2 separate regions of the Anas platyrhynchos genome follow, and region 1 is linked to region 2. A link is a contact called in public Hi-C data. All regions are on one chromosome and are shown on one strand. The core of a region is the stretch at or near the end of the contact, and the rest is flanking DNA. Distances in the headings are between cores, read along the strand shown.

Region 1 (2,700 bases), core at 98-2,597, 270 kb after region 2:
GTTTGAGCATGTGGGATTTCTCAAAAGGAAGGGCGAACTGGGTGCTATCACAAGCAGCTATCAGATAGCAGCAGCCTAAAATTCCATGTATATGAAAAAGGAATATAGGCATGAATAGCAATAAGGGGTTAAAGTAGTATAATTACTCTGTTGCTACTCCAGATATTAAAATATGAGAGGAGCCACAGAAAATATTAGACATCATGAATTCAACATCTCAATGTATAATTTATCTGTTTAAAAGTAGTTTTGAATTTCCCATATCCTACAAGGATAAGTGTAGGTATAGTATCATATTTCTGCAAAATCCTAATAAGAGTTTTGTATTGCCTGAATTCAGGTGAAACACGTGGCTTTATTAGACTTCAAAACAAACAGCCTAGACATTCAAAATACCACATTGAAACAGAGGTCTAAACAAATTCCCGAGCAATTCACTTTAAATACATGCTCTGTACTATCATGCTACACAATGGAGAAAAATTTTCTCATTTAGGAGCTGAGTCATAAAGACACTATCCTGCTGGTTAATGGGATGTTCCAGAGGATGCAAGTAAATAGTCGTCCAAGTACAACTTCAAAAAGGCATGTGTCTTCAGTGATAAGTTTTTTTTTTTTTACTGTTCTTATTCCCACTGCAACTTTTATGAACAACTGCAGCCTTCAACATAAAAATGAAAGATTTTAAAATTTAAATATTAAAAAATCCTACATAGAAGCAAATACTGTATGCTTGTTCTGTTCTTGCCCAGAGAAGTTAAATATGCTAAATATCCAACTCCAAGGAGACACAGATCCTTTTGCTTTTGTTCCTTATCTGTAGGAAGAGGATATTATGTCTTCATTTCGGAGGGATGTTATAGATGAATCCTTTAAATATTTGTGGGATGTTACAGCAGCAAGAAAATAGAGCCAACAAACACAAAGTGTTCACAGATAAGATGAGAAGGACCACAGAGAATCAAGTTTGAGCTACTGCTTTAGCTGAAAGCTAAACCTTAAAACTTGATCCTTGCCATGCAATTATCCCTCTTCCCATCTGAGAAATGGAAGACTACTATGCTTCATCATTCACTCAGTGAACTGGAGACCATCAGCCACATATGCAGCACCACTGAGTCATGACCAGACCCTTCCACCAGCAATGATCATTACCATTTTCTTGCTGCAAACCAAACAAGCTAAGTCATTTCTTTGATTTCACCAAACTGAAGAGTTGAATATCAATGTTTCAAAATCCTTTGTTTCCTCATGGAATGAGGAAATACCCGATTCATACATTATATAACATGGTGACTTCATGCTGTCACATCAAGCAGTAGTCCTGTAAGGCAGAAGTCACGGCTGCACTGGATACCACACATCACACTCGATAGAGGGGGGCATTCCTCCTCTGCTTTTCCACACCAAGCCTCTCCCCTACTCCCAAACAGAAGCTCTGCAGCTTTTCATGTTTCAGAGCCCTTTCTCAAACAGAAATAGCTGCCTCCTCACTACCACCTCCACCATCCTAAGCATGGCCGCTGTCCCAGAGGTACAAGACTCCCTTCTGACAGGGCTGATATAAGCAGTCCTGTTCTCTCTTTGTACTTAGGTTTGTAGCCCAATGCTGGCCCCCACACACATAAACATAGGTGCCTGGGCTTGGGTACCCAAAAACTGGTCTGTTTTTACCACCTGTAGCAGCCCAGCTCTGAGACAGATGTTACTATGTATAGTGTTTTTTTCCCCTCATGTCCTTGCACAGCTCTATCAAAATGACTACACACAACTCACCACACAACGACAACAAAATCTCAGAACACCACAATTTACTCTCTGGAAAGATTAAATAGATCACAAGTTCTGCAAGCATATTTATCCGATTTCAGCATGTAAAATATGCAGCATTCCTAGCCCAGCTCATAAAGCTTTTAGCAGCTATAAGGATCTCTTCTTTTTCCAAATGTTGGGGAGTCTTCCTAGCAGGCTTTCAGAGGCCTTTTACTCAAAAAGAAATACTGTCTGTACGGGCCAGGAAATCATTTCTTTAGGCAAATGTTAGACTACAAGTTCCAAAGGACTGAGATGCTTTGAAAGCTGGTCTGCCAACTGACTTTGTCCCACTTTGAAAACAAAAGCAACTCTTTAGAAAGCACTTTCTTAAAGCTGTTAATCCTTTAAAAAGAAACAATTCTTAAATTATCTGCCCTATGAAAGCAAACAACAGAGCCCAAGGGAGTCTTTCTGTAAGGTTTACATAGCAATTTGAATAGGTTCCTTCTAAAATGTACACGATATGCAAATAACTGTTACAGAGCAGTAACACGTGAAAACACATCTTTTATGCTGTTTTATTGAACATGTAAATGAAGAACACTTAACTCATGTTCAGGAAGCACAGGCAACTACAAAATACATTCTACGGAAAAAAAGTTATTTAGGAAACAAAAGATCAAACCCCCTGCCTTCAGGAGTTACAGCTTACTGTTAAAAAAAAAAAAAAAACTCAACTCATTCATTAAGAGCATCAAAGAGGAAAGTGATGGCAATTTTTGTCACACTGAGACTACATAACCCATAAACATTGAGCTACTGGTACTCCACATTTGGTTATACGCACTCCATGGCATAAGTACCATTTAAAATAATTACTACCTCAGCTATGTCCACTGCAGCAGGGATTTAGGGAACTGCTGAATTCAGCTAATCTCCACAGTC
Region 2 (2,700 bases), core at 113-2,612:
CAGCTGCAAGAAATCCCAATCTCAGAGTGCCAGCGCCACCTTCCTGCCAAGGATTCAGTCGCAGGCTCTGAAAACGGAGGCGCACACCAAGGGCTGCTAGCGTTTGCTCAAGTCCAAAGCCGCACGGCTTTCTGGCTAGATAAGACACCGGTGTGCTCCGGGAGGCTGATGCTGATGGTCCCACTGCCCTGACCGCCTGTCCCCAGACTTCCCCAAGCGTCCCGCACTGCAGCGCCGGGAGGAGATGGTCAGATCTCCTCCTGTCACCGCAGCACGCTCATGATTCTGCTCCCCTCAGCGAGCAACCAGCAAAAAGCTCTTCCAAGGAAAAGAGTTTAAAACTCACAGGAAGACACTGGAAATTAAATTTAACCCAGCCTCCTTCTAGAAGCTGTATTTTTTTTTTTTTCCTTAATGTTAGAAGACAGCCTTTCTGCTGAGGAAAAAAAAAAAAAGTTTAATTGTTTTCTTGGGTGTAAAGACTTCTCTCAGTAATTTGCTAAGCCAGGGAAAAAAAAGTTTCTCCCATACAAGTACTTTTTCCAAAGGAAAACATTACTGCAGCAAGACTTTAAAAAACAAACAAGATGTTAGTGGGTGTTATAAAGATTACCTAAAAGTAACATTTAGGTCTAGTAAAATGTCATATTTCGGGGACTTAAATATTTATATTCCTCACCACTCAGAACCAGGAATTCAATGCACCTTTAAATCAGCAAGGGAAAGACTAAAACAGCCACCAGCTCCCTGGAAGAGAGGCTAAGTTCCTGGCTGATGAAACCTGCAAGCCACTAAGGAGCTCCACAGACAGGAGCCCAATAGGAAACCCATCTCTTCTTCCTGTGTTGAAAGGCCCACAGCTACAATTGGCAATATCGTCTGCGTGAAAGGAACCAGCAACACAAAAACTGCATCTCAAAGAATTTTGGAGTTATGAAGTGTGCCAGAATGGGTGTGCTTAAAGCTACAATGTACTGTTTAGGTATAGACATGGTGCAGAACTGACATCAGCAGAGGAACTGATTCTTTTTTACGGTCTCAAAGTGCAGTAAATATGACATGAAAAGACATATACTACTCCAGTCAAGTATATTCTGAGCTTCTCCAGTTTATTCCTCTAAAGCAACTGCCACCAAGGGCTTCTCTCGATGCTACCTACAACAGAAAAATAAATCTACCCCTCTGAACCATTTTAGGTGCTTGAATCATTTACTCCATATACCACAAGCATAATTTCACTTCAGTAACCAGATAGTACAAGTAATGGCCTACACATTTTTATGTCTCCTTTTCCTCAGTTTCTACCTCAGATGGATGTGGAAACAAAGTCCCACAGCAAATCATGACATATTTCTGTTCAAGTGTAACTTCAATACTAAAACATTCCAAAGCAATGAGTTTCTTCTTTAATACAGTTTTGTAGACAGCAGTGCATCAGATGATTCAGATAAAAAAAAAAAAAAAGGAAAGGCCCTTGAACATTTCAAGACTTGCTCTCCCCTGCAATCCTCAGGTTAGAAGTGGAATAGCAACTACTGCAAAAGGATGTGACCTTTTAATCGCATCCAGGAATCTGGCACTTGCCTGTCCTCACTACATGGATTAAAGACATGTGACGAGTGAGGAAGAGATGAAGTAGAATTAAAGGGCAGTACATGCCTAGGTTACCCATCTCTGTGAATATGCACAAAACCAGATTTATCAGAGCAAAGAAAGGAGTTTGGATTGTACTTCATAGCAGAGTAGACTGCATGTGGTATTAAAATCTCTCACCTATTTACCCATCCATACACTATGAATTTTAGCTACTTCATTGCTGAAGCTATTAGTGAGCTGTCTACCTTCTGATCTTGAAACACACTGAAATTAAAGCCAGATCACCAGCATTACAGATTTTTGTATGTAAAAATGTATAGACACACACACTTGCAATGAGTATTTAGATAAAGGGAAGAAAAAATGCAAATGAAGAAATAAAAAGACAAAGATAAAGGAACTTTGGATGGAGACAGAAAACACACAAATATAACAGCATGAGAATTTGTCAAATAATAATAATAAAGTATTTTAAACTTGCAAGTTTTGAAAATTTCAATTATTTACGCTCAAGTTCGAAATACTGTACTTCACATTGCTTGCCTTGATCTGAGGGGCATTCAGTCTGAATACATTTAGCTGCTTAAAAAGCAGCAGCAGCAGCTTGAGCTCTGAAGTGAGTGTGTACGTGTGTGCCCTCATGGGGGCTACTCAGCAACTGCATGCCCCATGAGCTCTGCTTGCACAGCACAGTCAAGGAGCAGTCACACCAGGATGGATGGCTGAAGTACATTCACACAGTATGAACTGGAATGTCACAGCCAGCACTCCTGAAGGAGCGGTAGGGTGCAGGGAAAAGGCGCTGACATGCCTTGCACCCAAATCCTGCTGTTTCTCCCTGCTTAGATCCCCAAATCACCCCTTCTATCACTTTGGGAAGCTCCTTCTCCCTACCCAGTGGATGGCTCCAATAGCTAAAGCTGAAGCCTCCTGCAACCCTACCCATTTCCTGTCAGGAGTGTTCCTACATACATATAAATGTATAATATGTATATATATATTTAATATCAATTACAGGGAAGACAGGGCAGTCTTTCAAATGTCAACATATTGTACAAACAGGAAGTGGCACTGCAGCAACAGGTCATTAAAGAAGTCTGCAGA

Evidence for each region. Hi-C and Micro-C count contacts between places; a contact is called where the count stands out from the background.
Region 1: a contact with region 2 is called in a Hi-C map of subcutaneous adipose tissue, with 3 times the contacts expected there. The contact joins two enhancer-like sites. A contact is called at or near these places in 3 of 8 Hi-C or Micro-C datasets (liver, skeletal muscle and subcutaneous adipose tissue).

What each region holds. Positions count from the first base shown.
Region 1 is chr3:41,889,239-41,891,938 of IASCAAS_PekinDuck_T2T, forward strand. No RefSeq gene overlaps it. Among named protein-coding and RNA genes, the nearest start is that of TRNAI-UAU, 15 kb to the right of the region's middle. Within about 2 kb of position 1,348, at least 5 of the 8 cell types and tissues checked have an H3K27ac peak or open chromatin away from gene starts, as enhancers often do.
Region 2 is chr3:41,617,744-41,620,443 of IASCAAS_PekinDuck_T2T, forward strand. No RefSeq gene overlaps it. Among named protein-coding and RNA genes, the nearest start is that of TRNAM-CAU, 230 kb to the right of the region's middle. Within about 2 kb of position 1,363, at least 1 of the 8 cell types and tissues checked has an H3K27ac peak or open chromatin away from gene starts, as enhancers often do.